Regions from separate parts of the Mus musculus genome. Here all the other regions are linked to region 1. A link is a contact called in public ChIA-PET and promoter capture Hi-C data. All regions are on one chromosome and are shown on one strand. Each heading gives the region's core, a stretch centred on a gene start, on an enhancer-like site or on the middle of the called end of the contact. The rest is flanking DNA. Distances are from core to core; before and after follow the strand shown.

Region 1 (3,155 bases), core at 420-2,919:
GGAGAACTGGAACAAGTAGGTTGTGTCCAGGCTCTGGAAGCCAAGAACTCCAGCGTGCACCTGAAAGAGGTCCCAGCGAGGCAGAATGGCAAAGGCACGGAGGCCACCCCTTCCAGTTACCTGGAGCTCCACCTGGTTTGGCAAGTGTCGTGAGAGAGGCTCCCTGCATCCTCTATACACTCGTGGTGGTTCTGGCTGACTCGCCAGGAGGGTTGGTTTCCCGACACACGTGAAGCGAAAGGGAAGGGATTTTAGAAACAAACTCGAAACTTTCTCCCAAGCTTGGGAGCTTGAGGTAAATGCTGGCGAGAAACCCAGCAGTACCTGAAATGAGAGGTTACCCAGGACTGGGACTGGCTGCAGCAGAGCCAGGCCAGCAACAGATAGCCCCTCACCAGAAGCCCTGAGGAAGAAACAGTGGCCAACGGCCCTGTAACCCGGGCTCGGTTCCATTCCCACTATGATACCGGAACAGAGGCTCTGAGAGTATGAAACTCAGCTCACCTCTGGCATTATCACCTGCAGAAGATCTATTTATGAAGCCAGTCCACCCACGGAACCACAAGCGGGTGCCAGCTCTGTACAGCTCTCTAAACAACTAATTCTAGCTCTTTTGAGATCTGCTAAGAACCATTCTAAGGCCAGCATTGGTGGTACACTTTTTCAATCCCAGCCCTTAGGAGACAGAGGCTGGAGGACCTCTGAGAGTTTGAGGTCAGCCAGCCTGGCCTGTGTAGTGAAATACAGAACAGGGCAGTGGTGGCACACGCCTTTAATCCCAGCACTCAGGAGGTAGAGGCAGTCGGGTTTCTGAGTTCGAGGCCAGCCTGGTCTACAAAGTATGTTCCAGGCCAGCCAGGGCTATACAGAGAAACCCTGTCTCGAAAAACCAAAAAGAGAGGGGGGGGGAGGGAGGGAGGGAGGGAGGGAGGGAGGGAGGAAGGGAGGGAGGGAGGGAGGGAGGAAGAAAGAAAGAAAGAAAGAAAGAAAGAAAGAAAGAAAGAAAGAAAGAAAGAAAGAAAGAAAGAAAGAAAGAAAGAAAGAAAGAAAAGCCATGGATGTGTAGAGAAACCCTGTCTTGGGTTGGGAGCAGGGGTAAGAACCATTCTGAGCCCTGAGCCTGATTCACACCTGTAAGCACATCACCAGGGACATTAAGACAAGAAGCTACTATGAGTTCAGTCAACTTGACCTCTGAAGGGAGATCTGCCTCACAAAAACAAAAAACAAAAAAAACATAGTGTGCAAGATGGTTCATTGGATACAAACACTTGCCTCTGTCCAACACCCTAGTTTGACTCTTGAGACCAACACAGTAAGTAGGAAAGAACACACTCCCTCCAGTGTTCTCTGACCCCCACTCATGTGGCACGGCATGTGTGCAGACACAGTAAATAGATGTGAAAAGCATAAATAAGTAAAGATAACCAATGACAATAGCTACGCAAGCACATTGTCTTGAACCTTCGAATTTTGACCCTAGAGGTTTTTAACACTCAGAAAAACAGGGTGAATAGTCATGTCTCTGACTCTTCAACCACATGGGCCCCAGATGCCAGAGTGCCTGTGGGGAACAGGAGGGCTGAAGGTGGGTTTCCTGCTGTCTGGGTTGAGCGGAGCATTTCCTGTGCCCTGGCCTTATTAGCACACCGGTGGAGGGTGCTTCCTGTCAGCGACTTTCCATTCTGCCAGAGTGGTTTGCTGTTTTCACACTGCCCTGGGGGTTGGAGGAAGAAGATTTTCTCACGAAAACGCTGGGCCTCTTGACAGTCGCCTCCCTACTCCCCCACAGGCCCCTCATGTTTCCATCAACTGGCAGAAACTAGAGAGTGGCCCTACTGCTTCACACTGGGAGCACAGACAGCTGGGTGAGAAAGAGCACGGCTCCTGCAGTGGGCATTGTGGCCACCTCCAGTAGACCAACTCTGATGAACCTTCTACCAACTCAGCCTGGAATTTCAGGTGAAGGTAGGGAGGTTTGGGTCTTATTACTATTGTTGTTGCTGTTAGTAGTAGTAGTGGTGGTACAGCCGTTCTGTGTGTGTGTGTGTGTGTGTGTGTGTGTGTGTGTGTGTGTGTGTCTCGGAAGATCAGAAGATAATTTGTAGGAACCGGTTCTTGCCTTCCACTATGCATGCAGAGGGTAAACTTGGGTCATTAAACTGGCAGTAAGTACCTTTACCTGCAGAGCCATCGCACCAGCCCAAAGAAGGCAGTTTGTTGGGAGAACATTCTAGAACAGAAGATTAAAAGCTTCAGAAAGAAACAAAAACTAAAAACCAGTTTTGTATGTGAGAACCTTGGTGAATATGATCTAGGAAGAATGACTGGGAGGTGGCTGCATTGCATGAGGTACTCGAAGCCCTGGGGTTCCAGCTCCAGAACCACCTTCATGAGTGCGGTGGTGCACACCTGGAAATCCCAGTGCTGAGGGAGCAGAGGCAGAGGATCAGAGTTCAAGATCCTACACCCCCCATATATGTATATGTATATGTATATGTATATGTATATGTATATGTATATGTATATGTATATGTATATGTATATGTATGTGTATATATGTGTATATATATATATACATATATATATATGTATATATATATATATCATCTTGGGTACTTAAATAAGAAATTTCAATAGTACAAAATGATACAATTTGGAATACATAGGGATTTGGAGAATTTTCTGTCATTCTATTATCTACTTTTTTTTTAAAAGGTGATTATATGCAAAATGCATACCAGTTTACCCTTTTTCCCCTCTATGAATCAGCAACTTAGAAAGAGCTAAGAAAAGTGGAAGCCATACTGGCTAGTCAGTCACGACACTGAAAAGGCTTAGAAGCTGCAAAGCCCCTCAGAGGTCCAGTGATGTACAGCACCCCGGCCCCTCCAGAGGTCACAAGAAGGAACTCAGAGCCCAGCACTCGGCAGGGGACTCTTGGCAGCCTGCAGGGGTGAGTGCTTTGGGAAAGTGAGCCCCAGGGTCCCCTGATCTCCTACAGGAATGGTCTATTTCCAACCCAGACCTGGGTCCACCAAGATGAGCAAACTTGGGGAGCTAAGAGCTGTTTCCCCGAGGGATGCTGGGAGGGAAGAAAAGAGATACTGGGGTTGAGGGGAGAGGGACGGACTGACTGAGAGGTGAATTTCTGA
Region 2 (3,155 bases), core at 353-2,852, 670 kb before region 1:
ATGCAACCAATTGAAAGTTCGTTGCTCAAGTGTGTGTGTGTGTGTGTGTGTGTGTGTGTGTGTGTGTGTGCGCTGGCCAGTGAGCCCTAGGGAATAGCCTGTGCCCACATCCCCAGTGAGTCCCCATCGCCACCATTCTAACCCCACAACTCTTGACTTTTATGTGGAGGTTGAGAGATGATAAAGTCTTGCCAAGCATTTTTTTTTTTTTTTTTGGCAAGCACTTTCTAGAGTAAGCATTTCCTAGGCCTCCACTTGTTACTTTTTATTGAAATGAGGAATAAAAGACGTATGGGTTCTTTGTTCCTCTAAATTGGCTAAATACTCCAAGAAATCTTGTTTAAGATTTTTTTCAATCAAAATTTGAAAGAGAAATTTTTTTGGTGTAACTAGCATGTTTTTCATTCCAAAGGATTAAAATGAGAGAACATTTCAGCTAAAATCCTTATGTTTTTAAAGCAGTTAGTGGTTTATTAATAGGGCCTGAGTCTCTTGCATCTTTGATTCCCTTTGGACTCCTGGGTGTGAGTATTAAAGAGTGTCACATGAGCAGAGATCTACATGCATGAAAGCCTCATTAAATTTTTACTGGTAACGTGAGATGAGAAGGCTCTGTGCTGACCAGCTGTATTTTGAACTCAACTACAGACATTAATTATGTATACATGGAAAATTATTTAGAACAATTATAGGCTGTTAGACCTTTGCTTCCTGTTATAATTCTAGATAAATTAGAGCATGATTATAACCAATTATGTTGTTTCAGTTATCATTCCCAAGTGATCCAAGCCTTATTCTATGATCCCTGGTGGTAGACTGTTTCATAATTCTAGTAAGTTATGTGGTTTGCTCTTTATGAACTTCTGTGCACAGTACTAGGTAGAATAAAATGGAGACCCCTTTGAGGTGTCTTATAGGGCACTCTCTGAGTAGATCTAGCCAGTTGGGTTGCCTGGGTCAAAAGGACTGTTTCTTAAGCCAGGGACTGTTAACACTTTGGGAGCTGAAAGGGAATTAGAAGAAAAAAAGACACAACACGGGACTTCTCTTTTAATACAAAGGAATTATATGTTCTCATCTATCCTTCTAGAATTTGCTCGGATGATGGTGATGGGAAACCTTTTAAGAATCTCTTCTACTTTGAGAATTCAGACATTTACTCATTTTTCAGGCAGCATCTCTTGTAGCCCAGCTGGCTACGAACCGAGGATGACTCTCACCTTCTGATCCTTTCTCTGTGTTGGGATTACAGGAGTTAGCCACTGATCTGCAGAGAGAATTTCAAAGCCTTTGTAAGCAAAATTATAGCGACCGCTTTGATATTTACGTTCAGGTTACTTGACGTAAGTGGGAAAGAGAGAATGACGAAAACAAGATATATGCAATCTAGATGCTGAAGTGGACCACGATGTAAATTATTAGTTCTAAAGAACGCGGTCTGGAGGACCAAACGCCCCAGAGAAGACGGTGATGAAGACGGTGACAACGCACTCCCCGTCCTACAGCCCGCTCCGCTTTGGGAACCTGGCCTCCGCTGCGGCTGAGGGCGCCGGGTGATGACGTCACCGGGCCCCGGAGGCGATTGGCTCCCCGAGAGGGGCGTCGGCAATCAACGGGACCCAGAGCCCTCGCCGAAGTCCTCGCGATAGCCGCGGCCTCGGTGCGGGGATGGCCGCAGAGCCGGGTGGAGGTGCTCTGCGGCTCCGGGAGCCGGCTCTCGGGGCCGAGACATGGCCCGGGGCTCCGGCCAGCTAGGCGGGCCTCATCGGGACACCGTCACCATGCCCAAGAGAGGAAAGCGGCTCAAGTTCCGGGCCCACGACGCCTGCTCGGGCCGAGGTGGGCGAGGGGCGGGGCCGGGCTGGGCGGCCAAGGCGGGCTGGGCGGCCGGGGCGGGCGCGGCGGGACCCGGCGGGGAGCGGTGGCGGAGACTTTGCCTCGAGTCTGAGGAGGCCTTGGCGCTTTGCTCTGTTTCAGTGACCGTGGCGGACTATGCCAACTCGGATCCGGCGGTGGTGAGGTCTGGACGGGTCAAGAAAGCCGTGGCCAACGCTATTCAGCAGGAAGGTAGGCTTTCGTGGGTCTTTTTAGGCCCAAGCTTTTAAGAGACAGCATTGGGTGTTGTATTTACCTGGAATTGCGTCCCGGTGTTTTTTCTACTGACCTTTGGGTCATGAACGTGTTTGCTCTTCCCACTGTTTACTTTCTCGTTTCGTATCCTGGATGGGATGGGTGTGTGTAGCCAGGATCAGCAGGTTCCGGAGCCGAAATGGTTTTGTTTCCTCTTTGAGTTAAAACCAACTTTGTGACCAGCTGCGGTGGGCATTCCTTTAATCTCAGCATTGGGGAGGCAGAGACAGGTGGATCTCTGTGAGTTTAAGGCTAGCCTGGTTTACCTAGCAAGTGTGAGGTCCTGTCTCAGAAGAACCACCAAACCAAAACAAGAACAAAATCCCACACAACTTTTTGTACTCGTTAATTTCCACTGCCACTCCTTGATACCAGTCCCCCCCCCCTTTTTTTTTTTGGTAGTTTGTGCATATTTTACCATGCAGTTGACTTCCATTTCTTTGGCATATTGGGTTTTTTGTTTTTTTTTTTGTTATGTTTGTCTTGCTTTCAAGATTTTTGCAGATGGGACCAAGTGCGTTTCATTCTCTCCTTGTTTCCTCCTAGTAAAATCTCTTTGTGGCTTGGAAGCGTCCCAGGTTCCTGCCGAGGAGGCTCTTTCCGGGGTGGGTGAGCCATGTGACATCCTGGACAGCAGTGATGAGATGGATGCCCAGGAAGAAAGCACTCAGGAAAGATCAGTCTCCAGAAAAAAGAAGAGCAAGAGACATAAAGGTACGGGTTGCTTTCCTGAGCACTGAGCTCTGTCTGTGGTGATGGATGCTGTCGCTCTTCAATGTGAGGGGAGATCTACAAGGAACTAGTGATTGTCGGTGATAACCTTTTTTTTTTTTTTTTAAAGATTTATTTAGTCTGTGTGAGTACACCATTGCTGTCTTCAGACACACCAGAAGAGGTCATCAGATCCCATTACAGATGATTGTGAGCCACCATGTGGTTGCTGGGAATTGAACTCAGGACCTCTGGAAGAGCAATCAGTGCTCTTAATTGCTGAGCTTTCTCTCCAGCCCCATAACCTTCTTTTC
Region 3 (3,155 bases), core at 412-2,911, 660 kb after region 1:
AGCAGCAGACACGCAGAAGCAGGCAGATCTCTTGAGTTTCCAGGTCAGCCTAGTCTACATAGTGAGTTCCAGGATAGTCAGAGCTATATAGTAAGACCTTGTCTAGAACAGAACAAAACAAAACGGGTAATGTTTACATTGGAAATAATGAATTTGTATGATCCTCCAAAAAGCCCAACTAAATAATTCGCCCAACCAAAATATAGTAGGGAGCATACAATGTGTGTACGGGAGATCAGGTCCCATTTTCTTTGTATAAGAATGCATCTGTAGCCGGGTGTGGTGGCGCACGCCTTTTAATAATCCCAGCACTCCGGAGGCAGAGGCAGGCAGATTTCTGAGTTCAAGGCCAGCCTGGTCTACAAAGTGAGTTCCAAGACAGCCAGGGCTACACCCTGTCTCAAAAAACATCTCTTTCTGGGATCCACATCTTAACACAAATTCTTGTCCAGAAAATAACGACCAGGGAGTAAGCTGGCTCATTGACATGTCAAAAAAAAGAAAAGTAGTCAAAGGATCAGGAAGGGTTAGCTTGTAGGGAAATGAGAAGACTAGAGATGGGATATGGAAGTTGTCTTTTTTTTTTTTTTTTTTTTTAATAGAACAGCAGACACCTTTATTACACTACGCATGAGGCTCATTTGCCTTTCCGGGCTTTGATCTTCCGCAGATAGAACTCCAGCTCCTTGCCTTCGAGCACATAGCCGTCTGCTCTGCCACACTGGCCTGGTCGTGAGGCAATACAGGCGAGAAGCTTGCCCTGCTGGAGCTGCTCCTCCAGGAGGCTGCTGATTTTGGCATTCTTTTTCCTTTCCTCATATTTCTTTTGAATTTTCTTTGATCGTTTTTTGTTTAAAATCTCTTCCTCCTCAGGAGTCAGCTTGGCCCCCTTCTTGCGGCCCAGGGGCAGTGCATAGTGGGACTCGTACCACTGTCGGTACAGCGTGCTGTCAATAAGCACGATGCAGTTCTTCACTAGGGTCTTGGTGCGGACAAGCTCGTTGTTGGATGCATTGTAGACAACATCAATGATCCTTGTTTTGCGAGTACAACACTCAGCGCCCCAGGAAAAGTTCCCCACATCCAATCTCAGGGCACGGTACTTCTTATTGCCTCCTCGAATTTGGACTGTGTGTATGCGGCGAGGGCCAATCTTCGTGTTGGCAGCGGGCCGTCCCAGCTCATACTTTCGCTTCTTGTGGCAGGGTTTTCGCTTAACCCCCCCCCCCCCCCCCCCCGGTCTTGCGGCGCTTTTTTTCGATCGAGACAGGGTTTCTCTGTATAGCTCTGGCTGTCCTGGAACTCACTTTGTAGACCAGGCTGGCCTCGAACTCAGAAATCCGCCTGCCTCTGCCTCCCAAGTGCTGGGATCAAAAGCGTGCGCCACCACGACCAGCCTCTATTTTCTTTCAAAACCTCTTTATGCAAGCAAGGTATGCTGTGGCAAGCCTTAAATCTCAGCACTCGGGAGGCAGTCTGGTTTACATAGTGAATTCCAGGACAGCTAGAGCTACACAGAGAATCCCTGACTCAATAGTAAAATAAAATAGAAAACTATCTCTGTCTGACCTCGGAGGTCCGGAGGCTCTCTTCCCGGACTAGTGTGTACTCAATGGTAGATTCTTCAGCCTTTCTAGCTCTCTAGTCCTCCAGGGTCCGCTCTATGGTTCCCCCGGCCTCCCCGGAAGCTCTTGCGAACGCTGGGTTTGAGAGGCCGGAAGTGGTGCTGCCGTTGCTCGCAGTTTCAAAATGCAGTGCAGGCCTTAGGGTCTCCGGCTGCCACCCCTCCCCCAGCTAGGAGGGGGAGCGACTCATGGAGCGGCCGTAAGGTGTGGTGTTGGGGTCTGGCCCGCGGGGGGCCGGGGGAGCGGACAGAAGGTCCGGAGGCTTCGGAGCTAGGAACCGGGCGGGAGGAGCCTGGGGCGCGGAGGGCGGCGTGGGCCGCGGGGCCGTGGAAGGGGCTGTGGGGGAAGGGTGGCGCTTCGACCCCGGGGTGGAGGAAAATGGAGTGTGGTGAAACGGAGTCCACAGTTAACAGACTGAAAGCGAAGTGAAGGGGTTGATCTTTTATTTGCTCTTCCACTTTGCGGGGTGGGTGAGGCACTTTGAAGGAAAGGAGTCGTAGAGAGAGACCTGGAGAGTGTCATTGGCGTGACTTAAGATTTAAATAATTTCTAGGGCTGCAAATTGTCTGCTTTAGTGTGTGAAAGATACTTGTTTGCGGTCTTCATACGGACCTGGGGCATTTAAAAAATTAAAAAAATATTCTTCACGAATATGTTGTGTTATTATTATTGAGACAGAATCTCATTATTATTATTATTATTATTATTATTATTATTATGACAGAATCTCACTGTGGCCGGCCCTGGCTAACCCGGAGCTTGCTGTATAGACTAGGCTGACCTCAAATTCACAGTCATCTGCCCCTGCCTCCAAAACAGCCTGCTCCTCTACCTCACCGGGACCACGAATATGAACTTTAATTAGCACACCACCCAACGATGCTTGTACATCCCCAGATTTTGACACCACTCTTATTATGACACATCTGGATAAAACAATGCCTGTCTTGTCCTACTCAAGAAAGGTCTTTGTGGATTAGGAACCTCTACCTAATGACAGGCACGACATGTGTCAAAGATATTTGAAACGTTTAATAATGCTGTCAGTTGCTGCATATCCAAGTTTAGTCTCCTCCTTCATACATTTCTGCTAGGAAAAAAGTTTGTTTAGGTCCAAAGTATTACTTTCAGTATTCTTTTACTGTACTGGTCAAGACCACAAACAACTCCTGTTTCGTTTTTTTTAATTAGCTATTTTCTTTATTTACCTTTCCTAGTTTCCTCTCCGAAAATCCCCTATCCTCTCTCCCTCCCTCTGCTCACTAGTCCACCCACTCCCGCTTCCTGGCCCTGGCATTCCCCTATACTGGGGCAAAGAACCTTCACAGGACCAAGGCCCTACCTCCCGTTAATGACCGACTAGGGCATTCTCTGCTACATATACAGCTAGAGACACAAGTCCCACCATGTGTTTTCTTTGATTTGTGGTTTAGTCCCAGGGAGCTCTGGGGGTACTGGTTAGTTCATATTGTTGTTCCTCCTTTGGGACTGCAAACCCCTCCAGCTCCTTCAGTCCTTTCTCTAGCTCCT
Region 4 (3,155 bases), core at 455-2,954, 560 kb after region 1:
GTAATTCACAAAACAGACTGCTTCCCTGGGGGCTCTGTGAAACTTCTTGAATCACCAATTCTGGTTTTTTCTCAGTGGGCTCCGGCCTGTCTGCAGCAGGGGACACCGCCTGTGCTGGGTTATCTGTGCAATGTTGTGGGTCCATCCGGAGAAGGTTATGTTCCTCCTCCAGGCTATGATAGCCATTATCTTGGTCAGGGGTGGGTAACTCTTGCCCTTTGTTAGCCTGGAGGAATTCTAGCCGTTTCATACGAAGGTGGTGGATTTCCGGCAGGCCTTCTGTAGAGAGAGGCGGACACCTTCTCCAGGCGGTTGCCGACATCTCTGCCCGCAACGGCTGAGGGTGACAACCATCTTCAGAAAGATAGCAGCTCTCTGGGGTTAGTGTTCGGAAACCCACAAACTGGCCACCTCCAGCGCTGCTCTGACAGCGCAGCCCTAACTGGGGAAGGTAGTCCAGGTAGGAAGGGTTCAGGAGATAGGAAACTACCTTGAAATTACCTAAGCTCTGAACGCTCAGAGGCCCAGAGGATGAAGAGTCAAGTTCTCGGTGGGAGACTAGACCAGCTTGAAGGCTACTGGGCAGCAACTCCACTCCCCACAGCTGCTGCTCCAGGAGGAAAGTGGGCGCTGCAGAGTCTAAAGCTCTTTCCTGGGCCTTGAGTTTTAACTCCAGGTCTGAGGACGAGCACTGCCACTGGAGTCCCTCCTCTAGCCAATCAAGAGAACTGACAACCAAGTCTTCCGAAGAGTCCAGCCGCAGTGAACTCAGAGACTTCTGCACCGTGGGAGCGGCAGATTCCTCCCGTCCTCTCAAAGCTCTCAGGGCGCTGTAACTTGCGGCAAAATCTAGCCATCTGGTAGGAATCAGGCCCCCGAAAAGCTGGCTCCAAAGCAGCAGCTTCTGGAATAGGCTAGGGAGCAGGGCAAGGAGCTGAGAAAGCAATTTGGTCCAGTACCTGGTCCGACGCTCGGGCAGAGCGGAGTTCCCGGGATTTTGTCGAGAGGAAGGCGGCGGGAACTCCGAAGAGCAGGCGTGCGATCGCCGAAGGAAGGGCAGCCGGAACCAGGAGCCCAGCCGAGGGCCAGGCCGCTTCCGGGCCCTGTGCGTTCCTGTCTCCATCTCCTTTCCTTGGCGGCTTCTCAGACAGGAGGAGGACAGAGCTCAGCGGCGTCAGCGCAGGCTGGATCCGAGGTCTACACAGTCTCCGCCTTGCCCAGCCACGGAGTGGGTACTGCAGTCCGATTCCCGCGCCGGCAGAGGAGGCCCAGAGAGCGGCGGCTTCCGCAACGAGTGCTGCACCGGACGGCCCAGAGGCCCGCGCAAGCGGTGGCGACCGCGGTTAGGTCCATCCCGGCTAGGGAAGGAGACGTCCTAGGCCGTGTGAGATCGCTCCACCATAGAGAAGACCCTCCCTCGCGCGGCGGCGACGGAGACGACGGCGGCGTTTCCGGTGGCCCGCACGGAGGCGCGAAACGCCAAGGCGGAAAGGGTGGCTGGGTGGCAGGCGAGGGCGCAAAGAAGCGAAGCTCAAAATGGCCGCAGCCGCACACCCGGAAGCTGCAGGGCGAGACGGAGGACCGAGGGCGTCTACTCCCTACCGCCCAGCGGCGCCTCACGTCATTCGCCGAACCCCCACCCTTGCCTCCCGAGAGGCGGACTTGCCTCACCCTCGTGCGTGGCCTCTGATTGGCCGCGTCTGTGGTCCCTGTCGGCTTCCTTACTCGGGGTAGAGCGGGGCTCGCACGCGGCGAGTTGCATCAGCCGGACCTAGGATGTACGCTTGCGCAGTCAGTTCATTCTGGTCTCCTAGGAGACTCCGCGCCCCACCCTCTAGGTCAAAGGGAATGGCTGGGGAGGTGAGTGGGTTTCAAGAGAACCCGAGAATTCTCCCGAGCCCTTTTTTATGGATCCGATTGCTAGGCAAATTATCCGCTTATCTGACACGTGTATCGGTCTTCTCCTATTAAGGGCGTAGGAAGACTGGAGTGAAACGATGTAGGCAGTGCTGTATAACCAACTCGCCTGGTGCTAAGACACACATCATCCCTAGTGAATCATAGTGAAACTGAATCACTCACACATTCCTGTCCCCTCTGCTTTAGGATTTCTAAGTCTCTAGCATTGCCTGTGATCTAATTTGGACATCTTTCAGGGTCCATTTGACAAAATACCCCTCAGAAAGAAAAACGCGGTGTTACTAGCAAGCTGAAGTCACAGGTGGGAAGATAACTGTTAACTAACTCAGAAACAGCGCGTTCAATTCACTTATTTCCTCAGTAACAAGAGCCACAGAGTAGAGCATCCGGCGAAGGATAACACATTGGTGACTTTTGTCCTCTGAAAAATATTGGCTGATTAATTTTAATTACTGTAATAAGGGGAGGATTTTGTTTGTTTGAAACAGATTTTACTATGAAGCTCAGGCTGGCCTCAAACTAACCACAATCTTTCTGCCTCGGCCTTCCAACCAAGTACTGGCTGATTTATCTCTTACTAGTTTGGTTTCTTTCTTCCTTTTTTATTTTTATTTTTTTCTTTTCTTACTTATCTATTTATTTGTTTATTTGAGGCCGGGTCTCTCTACAGAGCCCTGACTGTTTGGAACTGGCGATGTAGACCAGGCTGGCCTTGAACTTATTAGTTCTGTCTCTTCCTCTCCAGCAAAGAGATTAAAGGCATGCACCACCATGCCTGGTCTTTAGTTCACTTTCTTATTCTCATTTTAATCCACAATGCAAAGACCAAGTGGCTATCACAGAGCGTAGTGGTTACACTAAGGAGGAGAATCTTGCTGCCCTGGGGGAGGGTCAGCTGATCCTCATGACTTGTTGAGCAAGGAACAAGCTCTTTCTTCCCTGAAACCAAGAGTTTTTACTGTTTACGCCCCCACAACATCTTATTACTTGTGTCTGGCAGTAACTGGTTTCTTAATCCTAAAAGCTTTAGGAAAACGTAATTAGCAATGAGTCGTTTTTTTCATAGTAGCAGGAGGTCCGAGTATGCAAATAAGTTACTTCGGGCTTCAGTTCCTTTTGGGGTGAAGCCGAGAGGATCATCTAACCGCTGGGTGAGGGGCTGTATCCCCAGGCAGAGAGGGTAGGAACACAAACACTAGCTAATATTCTGCTCTCGTTCTTCTTTACAATCCTCC

Evidence for each region. Promoter capture Hi-C pulls out the DNA fragments that hold promoters and counts their contacts. ChIA-PET counts read pairs in DNA pulled down with a chosen protein or histone mark. Capture Hi-C pulls out chosen DNA fragments and counts their contacts.
Region 2: a contact with region 1 is called in a promoter capture Hi-C map of liver, with 6 times the contacts expected there. The contact joins the promoter of Tmem183a here to the promoter of Lax1 in region 1. A contact is called at or near these places in 1 of 39 promoter capture datasets (liver) and 3 of 115 datasets of contacts at active chromatin or transcription factors (effector CD8 T cells, memory CD8 T cells and pancreatic cancer cells).
Region 3: a contact with region 1 is called in a promoter capture Hi-C map of pancreatic islet. The contact joins the promoter of Mdm4 here to the promoter of Lax1 in region 1. A contact is called at or near these places in 2 of 484 Hi-C or Micro-C datasets (B cells and CD4 T cells), 4 of 115 datasets of contacts at active chromatin or transcription factors (the 230-238 cell line, memory CD8 T cells and pancreatic cancer cells) and 1 of 9 other capture datasets (pancreatic islet).
Region 4: a contact with region 1 is called in an RNA polymerase II ChIA-PET map of memory CD8 T cells, with 50 read pairs. The contact joins the promoter of Ppp1r15b here to the promoter of Lax1 in region 1. A contact is called at or near these places in 3 of 39 promoter capture datasets (hippocampal neurons and pre-B cells), 10 of 115 datasets of contacts at active chromatin or transcription factors (the 230-238 cell line, bone marrow-derived macrophages, effector CD8 T cells and 7 more) and 1 of 9 other capture datasets (liver).

What each region holds. Positions count from the first base shown.
Region 1 is chr1:133,688,622-133,691,776 of GRCm38.p6, reverse strand. Lax1 (lymphocyte transmembrane adaptor 1) reads left to right here and starts at 1,669. Exons shown (of 6, transcript NM_001159649.1): 1 at 1,669-1,968; 2 at 2,773-2,956. The coding sequence starts at 2,871.
Region 2 is chr1:134,360,446-134,363,600 of GRCm38.p6, reverse strand. It overlaps Tmem183a (transmembrane protein 183A), which reads left to right and starts at 1,602. Exons shown (of 8, transcript NM_020588.2): 1 at 1,602-1,839; 2 at 1,978-2,067; 3 at 2,677-2,844. The coding sequence starts at 1,731.
Region 3 is chr1:133,023,922-133,027,076 of GRCm38.p6, reverse strand. Mdm4 (transformed mouse 3T3 cell double minute 4) reads left to right here and starts at 1,661. Exons shown (of 11, transcript NM_001302801.1): 1 at 1,661-1,829. It overlaps Gm41953 (a long non-coding RNA gene), which reads right to left and starts at 344. Exons shown (of 3, transcript XR_878532.1): 1 at 1-344. It also overlaps the pseudogene Gm29257.
Region 4 is chr1:133,129,715-133,132,869 of GRCm38.p6, reverse strand. Ppp1r15b (protein phosphatase 1, regulatory subunit 15B) reads right to left here and starts at 1,704. Exons shown (of 2, transcript NM_133819.3): 1 at 1-1,704. The coding sequence starts at 1,123.